Linked DNA regions of Rattus norvegicus: region 2 is linked to region 1. Evidence: chromatin contacts called from public Hi-C data. All regions are on one chromosome and are shown on one strand. Each heading gives the region's core, a stretch centred on a gene start, on an enhancer-like site or on the middle of the called end of the contact. The rest is flanking DNA. Distances are from core to core; before and after follow the strand shown.

Evidence for each region. Hi-C and Micro-C count contacts between places; a contact is called where the count stands out from the background.
Region 2: a contact with region 1 is called in a Hi-C map of frontal cortex, with 3 times the contacts expected there. The contact joins the enhancer-like site here to the promoter of Strip1 in region 1. A contact is called at or near these places in 3 of 12 Hi-C or Micro-C datasets (Schwann cells, frontal cortex and prefrontal cortex).

The regions. Positions count from the first base shown.
Region 1 is chr2:197,954,173-197,958,539 of GRCr8, forward strand. It overlaps Strip1 (striatin interacting protein 1), which reads right to left and starts at 2,343. Exons shown (of 21, transcript NM_001399218.1): 1 at 2,150-2,343. The coding sequence starts at 2,329. LOC134485949 (a long non-coding RNA gene) reads left to right here and starts at 2,154. Exons shown (of 2, transcript XR_010064385.1): 1 at 2,154-2,474; 2 at 3,685-4,053.
Region 2 is chr2:198,184,012-198,188,378 of GRCr8, forward strand. No RefSeq gene overlaps it. Among named protein-coding and RNA genes, the nearest start is that of Eps8l3, 17 kb to the right of the region's middle. Within about 2 kb of position 1,975, at least 24 of the 93 cell types and tissues checked have an H3K27ac peak or open chromatin away from gene starts, as enhancers often do. A contact at or near this core is called in Schwann cells, where this site is marked.

The DNA of each region.
Region 1 (4,367 bases), core at 1,093-3,592:
CTCCTTCCTCAGCTTCTTGCACGTTGAGACTGGATGCGTGTTGTGACTGGAACATGCTTAGCTGCCTTGGCTACTTTTGAGGATTAATAAAGTTTATGTAGCACATACTGGGCTCTCCTCCAATGTCAGCCTCCTTGTCCTCTAGACACTGACCAGATTCCCAAACTACTGACTTCAGCTGTCACCAGTAGAAGTGGGCAGCATCAGCACCTCCTATGCAAGGAGGCAGATCGATTTGATGAGCCTTCCAGATGTCGAATCCAGTGAGATTAGAGGGCAGAAAGAAATTAAAATGCATGATGGAAGCTAGGGTTGCACCTCAGCAGTACAGTGTTTGCCTACCTTGCACACAGAATAGTAGTAATAAGGCAGGGCAGTGTTGGCCACACCTTTAACCCTAGCACTCAAGAGGCAGAGGCAAATGGAGCTGCTCCGTGAGTTTGAGGCCAGCCCCATCCATAGAACAGAGTTCTAGGATAGCCAAAACTACACAGAGAAATCCTGTCTAAAACAAAAACAAACAAAAAAACCAATAGGAAAATTAAAATTTATTTTTACCTGCTGAGCCATCCCTAAAACACTTTTTTAAAAATGTATTTGTCTATCTGTGTTACTGCATGTGTGTGTACAAGTGCCCATGGAGGTCAGAAGTGGGGTACTGAATCCTTACGAGCTGGAATTGTGAGCCGCCCAACATGGCTGGTGGGATCCTCTGAGAGAGCAGCAAGTGCTTTAAACCACTAAACTATCTCTCCAGCCCACTCAAACGTTTAAAAAAGAAAGTTGGGTGACTGGAGAGATGGCTCAGCAGTTAAGAGCACTGACTGCTCTCCCAGAGGTCCCGAGTTTAAGTCTCAGCAACCACATGGTGGCTCACAACCATCTGTAATGGGCTCCGATGCCCTCTTCTGGTGTGTCTGAGGTCAGCGACAGTGTACATAAAATAAATCTTTAAAAAAAAAAAGTTGAGGGTGTAGCTCAATTCTCAGGGTCCTCTTTAAAAAAATTGAACAAGTCTGGCCATTAAAGGTCTCAGAAACTTAACTTTGATACTCCTCCATATTCGAGAGATCACTGAAAGTAACCACTGATCCTCCACCATTCCACAATAAAAGATTCCTAAAAGGTTCATCTTTTTCAAAAAGGCCACTCTAAGCTCATCCTCTCTACTCTGTTCATTTGTGACATGTTTTATCAGAAGTTGAGCCTGCAACAACAACAAAATGCTTGAAAGGAACTGATTTCAGAGGATTAAAGACAGTATCTTTAGTCTCTGGTACGAGCTGGAGCATCAAATTTGAATTTGAGGAATTCCTTCTCAGTAAGTGCCTGGCTGCTCATCACACTGGAAATTGTCTCAGGTGGAGGAGATTGCATAGTAAGCGCTCTGGGAATGAATGTGCTGATTAAGAAGCCCTGAAATGCTGCGACGACGATGGGGTGTGTGTTCATTCATGAATTCTGCAAACGGAAGCAGTGGGAGGAATTTTAACTTGGGGTGAGGCGAATAGCTCCAGACTGCGCGGGCAAAGGGAATCACAGCTCACTAGCAAGAAGGAGAAATCCTGCGCCCTTTGTGTACTTCTAATCCTTAACAGCTCAGCACTGGGCTCACTGGGCATACTAAATATGCTTTGCAACGTCTGGCCGCGGTTTGATCCTGCATTGACTAAAATTCGGAGGGAAAGCCAGTGTGCTCTCTCGGCTCCTCTCATAACCTGGGGCCGAGCAGCACAGAGAGAGAAGCTGCTCTGTCCTAAGCGCCGGCTAAGCTCTCCTGGGTCCCCGGCGTCGCCCACCACCCTCCTAAGATTAGAGGCCGGAAACGATGAGGGGCTAACAATCCAGCAGACCACCGACTTTGCATCCCAGGAGGGCTGTGCCTCAGGCCACGCCCCCGAGGGCAGACCCGCGGTCCCCGGCTTCAGGATCTTCTCCCCGGGCCGCAGCAGAGTTTGTGACACGGCTCCCGGCTTTCCTCCCCGGGGCCGTGGCGGCTGCCAGCCTCGATAAGTGCACGGTTCTCAGTCAAGTGACAGCTCGTAAGCCCCCTGTCATGCCACCCGGAAGTCCGGCTGGTCTCGGATGCCGCCCCGGGACCCCCTCTGCCACCCGCCCGATGCCAGCCTCGCCCCCCTGTAGCTCTGACCTCCGAGTCTTTGCGTTGGTTGCGGTTGAACTCGCGGGCTTTGCCCGCCGGCAGGAGGCCTCCGGCGGCCCTCGGCGCCCCAGGAGGAGGCTGTGCGGTAGCTGGCGGCGGCGGAGGTGGCGGCTGGGGTTGCTTGTTGTTCACAATCAGAGGGCCGGGACCGGCGGCTGCCGGCTCCATCTTGGCTGCTCCACACCCCCGGCTCAATTCGCGGATGGCCTCCGTCAAGCAACTCTCGCGTGATTTCCTCCAGGAAATTTCCCCAATCGCCATATTCAGTGTGGCTGCGTGTGTTGAAAGCCGCAGCTGCCAATCACCTCCCGAGGTCTTTCCCTTCTTTGTCATTTAGTTTCTCCTCCCCTCCTTCCTGTGGAGCTAAGCCAGAGGCGTGCGGTTGGGCTCACAGGAACCCCTTTAGATGTCTTTTTATCTGTGAGACTTAATGGCCCTCCCTGTTCAAGGTGAGGCAGGATGAAAGGGGAAATTAGGGAGACATCAGTAGAGAAAGGAATCCCTTACTCATGGGTCTAGTTGAAGAGTTTTACTAGCAAAGAATTTCTGTACAATTAACTACTGGTTGTGGCTTTTCCCCCACCTTCCAACTGAAAAGTCTAGGACTTTATATAAGAAACGCCTGTGCAACCCTAGGGACTCCTGGTTTTACTTTATCAGATTATAATTCTATCCAAGGTACCTCTAGAGCCACGTTCATAATCTCACTTATCAAAAGAGACAAAATGCACAGGAGTGGAATTGGGATTTCTTAGCCTTATAACTTGAGAACCACCAAAAGGTGTGTATGGCTAATACTAACTGAAAAGTCTCCCTTAGGGAGGTGATCCCCACACTCTAGGATGTCTTACTTCCCTTCCTTTTAGCACCTTTCTTCTAACCCTCATGCCTAAAGGCTATGTTAGATTATCTTTACTACAAGTCCCAACTCTGCTTCAGAATGGATAAGCTTGAAATTCCAAGACACAAGTTCTGGTTTGAGGCATACACATAGTGCAAAGATATAGACGCAGGCAAAAGACAAACAAACAAAAACCACATACACAGTCAAAAATCCAAATTTGGATTCTGGTTTGGCCTGAGTTGATGTCCCTAAAGGATTAGGGGAATTCCTTGTGGGGCTGAGGGTGACAGTATGGACTTGTATCTGTCCCCAAACCACTGACAAATACTTTAAGGACATAATAATGAGCAAAACTAGAATTCTAGTCTTCGTGGAGTTTTCATTCACATGGGAGGAGAGAAATGAATAAATAAAACAGAAAATGAAAATATAACAGAACTCATGGGGTAAGTGGAGTATGTTTAATAATCTCTTAGAAATGACCCTTGCTAGAAAGCATTAACTCCTTGCTTTTCTGCCTTCATTTTGTAGCTGTCTCATTTTCTCTGAGTTACCTGCTCACCCTATATTCACTCAAGGAGCAATTCTCGAAAAACTGGCATCACACCTCATTCTCCTTCATGTCTGAGTGCCAAACACATAGGAGTAACCAAGATGTTTGTACAATGTCCTCTTCCAGAAACCTTCCTCCCCAAGAAGCACGTGAAAGATTCTCGGTCGCTGGCTTCAACCCTCTAGTCATCAGGAGTGGCAAAGCCTCACAGGACAGAGCATCTCCAGATGACAGCTCTTTCTGTCATGGCATGTGCACCCTGGAATAGAAAGAATCCTCCTGAGAAACAGCTTGTCCCCTCAAGCAAAAAGGACTTCAACCTTCTCGTAAAGCCACCCGTAAGAGGATGATCATTCAGACCACACCTGACCAGGTTGGCTTGATTATTCCTACCTCACCCCAAACTCAGTGCTTCTATTTAATCCTAAAGCTCTTGTAAGTTCCCCCAAAGACAGTAAACCCTTTATATGTTTCTCTTTCTGGAATGCACATCAACGAAATCTTTGTGTTTTGTTGTTGTTGTCGTCGTTGTCATCGTCGTCGTCGTAATCTTCCTCTTCCTCCTCCTCTTCCTCCTCTTCCTCTTCCTCCTCCTCTTCCTCCTCCTCCTCTTCCTCTTCCTCTTCCTCCTCCTCTTCCTCCTCCTCCTCTTCCTCTTCCTCTTCCTCCTCCTCCTTTTTCTCCCTGTCCCTACCTCCAGCTCCTTCTTCATTTGTCTCTTTGTTGGGTAAATTGAGATCCCTGATGGACTGAACTAGTGGAGTGGAGATGCAAAAGCCAACATTTTTGCCCCAAACACATAGATTACA
Region 2 (4,367 bases), core at 725-3,224, 230 kb after region 1:
GTGCATTAGAAGATACTCCAAGGAACTACAGAATACCTTCTGCCCCACGTGGACACAGCAAGAGGCACCATGTGTGAACCGGAGAGCAGGCCTCAGCAGACAGTAATTTCGCTGATGCCTTGATGGCAGACTTCTCAGTCTCCAAAATCTAGAGAAACAAATCTTTCCTGTTTACAGCCCAAGCAGACCAAGGTGGAAATTCTGAATGGTGTGAGATGCTGAACAGGGAGGTGGTGGTACTACAAATCCCAGAAGGGGCGGAGGGAGAGACGGTTCAGCACATAAAGGCTAGGCTCACAACCAAGGATCAGAAGGTGTTCAGCAGGGGTGGGAAGCCCCAGAAGAACAAGTCTAGACAAGAGGTCATAGAGGGCCATGTCCTCTCAGCACCTTCACTCTAGATGGACAGAAAGGCAGGTGGACAGATGGACAGACAGAGAAATAAACAGGCAGACACGGCTCCTGGGGAAGGAGGGTAAATTAGTTTGCTTTGTTTTGCTTTGATGAACGCTATGATCTGAAGCGACTCGGAGAGGAAAGGTCCTGTTTATTTGGGTTTACAGATTAGAATCCATCAACAGAGGAAGTCAGAACAGGAATTGAAGCCACAACAGAGGCAGGAGCTATGGGGGAGACTTGATTACTGGCGTGCTCTCCACGGCTCATGGCTTGCTCAGCTCGCTTCTCATACAGCTCAGGACCACCTGCCTAGGGGATACCGCTGCCCATGGTGGGATGGGCTCTCCTCCCACATCAAATATTAAAACATTAGCTAACAAAATGCCCTACAGACTTGCCTACAAGGCCAATCGGATGGAATACATTCCTCCACTGACATTGCCTGGGGTGGAGTCGGGGGACCCAAACTCTGGCCCACAAGGGCACAGTTCACACAGGAAATCCTCTGAAAAAGGTAAAGGAAAAGTGTGAAAAAAGAAATACACGTATGAGCGGCTCTTTGAGGATGGGTTTCTAGCCAGAAGATCTTATAGCTCCAGCAGAGAGGAAAAAGCCAAAAATGGAGACCCCTCTCAGGACAGAAAGACCTATGTCTTTGTTCTCCATGCACATCACATATACCCCCTAACTAGTAGGTGCACCGTGGGGTCACATGAGCCGGAACAGGAACATCATCTTACGAGGCTCCCGGGCTACTTACTAGGACTGTCGCTTTAATTTTCCGACTTGTCATCTGTGGAGACGGTGACAGCACAAGGTGGTTTGAAGATGAGAACTAACACTGGCCAGAGGCCCAAAGTTCACCCAAAGGTTATTTAAAGGCACCTCTAACCATATTCATTGACAAGATCATCAGTGTTCTCTGCAGGCAGAGTCAGCCTGGTGCTTCTGCTCACGCGGGTCCTGTCAGGGTTGTTCTTCCCTCTTCAGCCGATAAAACCCTATCCACGTTCCAGTGCCTCCCTCCTATGTCAGATCCTCCATCAAAACCTCTAGCTCCCTGCCCAGAGGAGGAACAGTCCTTTCTCCTGCGTCTACATCACCTTCCGTCCCTATCAGCTGGGTCAAACGGTGTTCAGTGTGAACTGGGGGGTCTGGGAAGGTGGGGTACTTACCTGGCATTCTGCCTCTTGGCCCCTAGCACAGAACTGGCTGGCTAAGCACCTGTGAGATGCCCAAGGATAGAACACCTTCCCCTCATCCTGACAATTCCCCCGACCTTCTTAGGGAAGGAAAGATCAAAGGCCCTGCATTTCTTTCTCCTCAGCCACATGAATTCTTCTGTTTGGTTTGATTCCAAAGAGACTGGCAACCCCCAGAAGCTAAACTCAGACACCAATTGGATTCTGTAATTTTCCTTACAGGGAAAGAGTGGCTAAGGATACCAAAGGCCTGTACAGCTAGGAAGGAAGTAGGCTATGTGGGGTATATCACCTGACCTCGCTTCAACTGGCCATAAATGGCCAGTATCCCTCTCCTCCAGCTGCGCACAGCTGGCCCGTTTTTCCTTTGCCAACTGGTGCTTTTCTTCCCTCTCTAAAGAGCCAGGCCAGGATCTTAGATTTATGTTGAACAGGTTTGGGGCTAAGGAAATGTGAGTTAGAGCTGCCCTCTGCTGGCCATTACTGGAAACTACCATTTCTCTGGTGACAGAACTTTCTGTAAATTAACCCACCCAACCCCAGCACACTGTCATAGGCTCTCATTTTGACCTTTTGGATGGAGTTTAAACTCTCTGGCCTGGAAAAATGGGATCTAGCTCCAATGTCCCTTTCCAAGCAATCACTCCTCCTTCACATGCTGATGCACGAAGCCTGACCCCAGCCTGCATGCGCTGGCTCTCTGCCAACACTGAGCTTGGTCTTTCCATATTCAAGACTGGTTCAGGTTTTGCCTCTTCTCCAGCCTTCATCTCAGCTATATCAAAGGCGAGTCTCGCATTGGAGTGTGTATGGACAGGCTCAGGGTTTGAGCACATTCGTGGAGGACCCAGTCTAGCTGTGAAAGGACCGTTCCCATATTCTAGCCTCACCCCCGACTGGCCCTGAGTGGCCTCATTGTGCAGCCTGCTAGAATCCTTCCAAGAGAGGTGGCGTGGCTGTAGGGTAGGTTTCTGATCATGCCTAGATCTCTTGACCTTACAAGAATTATTCCTGGCTGACAGGAAGAGTCAGTGGTAAATCCCCAGACATGTAGCCTTCCCTATACATACATTTGAGACAAGGTTTCTTTGTGTAGCCCTGGCTGTCCTGGAACTAGCTCTGTAGACCAGGCTAGCCTCAAACTCACAAAGATCCACCTGCCTCTGCCTCCCCAGTACTGAGCTTTAAGTCATGTGCCACCACGGCCCAGCTTTTAAAATATTTTTTTAAGCAGATGTCTTAGTCAAAGTTCTATTGCTGTGGAGAGGCTCTAACCATAGCAATTTTTATAAAAGAAAGCATTTGATTGGGGCTGGTTTACAGTTCAGAGGTTTAGTTCACTGTCCTTGTGTCGGGAAGCATGTGGCATGGTGTTGGAGAGGAGCTGAAAGTTCTACATCCAGATCTGCAAGCAGCAGGCAGAGGGAGGGAGGGAGGGAGGGAAGGAGGGAGGGAGGGAGAGAGGGAGGGAGGGAGAGAGGGAGGGAGGGAGGGAGCGGGAGAGAGAGAGAGACTGGGCCTGACTCAAGCATTTAGAAGCCCAAAGCCCACCCACAGTGACACACTTCCTCCAACAATAGGTCATTCCTATTCAAACCACCACATTCCACTCCCTGGCCTCCCATAGGCTTGTAGCCCTGTCACAACACAAAAATGCACTTAGTCCAACTTCAAAAGTCTGTAACAGAGTCAGTACTGTTTAAAAGCCCAGAGTCTCTTCTGAGCCTCATGGCAGTCTCTTAGCTGTAATCTTTGATAGATTCGAAGCTAGAGCAGAATAAGTACAACTGCACAGAATGCAAAACACCATTCGCAAAGGGTGGAGGGGAGCTCAGTGAGGAAACACTGGACCAAGGCAAGGCTGAAGCCAGCTGGGCAACTCTGCCTCTCCATGTCTGACGTCAAAGTGCTCTTCAGACCTCCATTTCCTTTCAGCTTTATTGACTGCAACACACTTCTCTGGCAAAGGCTAGTTTCACGGCCTGTTAGCATCTTTCCTGGGCAGGTATCCCACAGCTCTGACATCCCAACATCTTGGGGTCTCCAACGAAATCCAGGCTTCTCCATCACAGCTTCGTGAAAAGGCTTCTCTGGGCCTCCATGCAGGGACATCCTGGTACACATCTGAACTCAGTGGCTCCTTACCCTCAGAGGGAGAGTTCATAACCCCTTTCTTGTATCCTTGACTTAAAGCCAGAGCCGTGTGGCTGAGGCTGCCAAGCTCTGCTGCTTACTGAGGCTGGAACACGGCCCCCTTGTTCAAATACATTTTCATTGGCTTTCTGATTTTGATGGTTTCCTTCACTCATTAAGCTTGGGTGTCTGGAACTCTCTCTCTCTCTGTAGATTAGGCTGGCCTTAAACTCAGAGCGCCCCTGCCCCTGCCCCTGCCCCTGCCCTTGCCCCAGCCCCTGCCCTTGCCCCAGCTCCTGCCCCTGCCCCAGCCCCTGCCCTTGCCCCAGTCCCTGCCCCAGTCCCTGCCCCTGCCCCTGCCCCTGCCCCTGTCCCTTCCCCTGCCCCAGCCCCTGCCCCTGCCCCTGTCCCTGCCCCAGTTCCTGCCCCTGCCTCTGTCCCTGCCCCTGTCCCTTCCACTGCCCCAGTTCCTGCCCCAGCCCCTGCCCCAGCCCCAGCCCCTGCCCCTGCCCCAACCCCTGCCCCAGCCCCTGCCCCTGCCCCAGCCCCTGCCCCTGCCCCTGCCCCTGCCCCTGCCCCTGCCCCTGCCTCCTAAGTGCTGGGATTAAAGATGTGTGCAACAACACCTGGCCC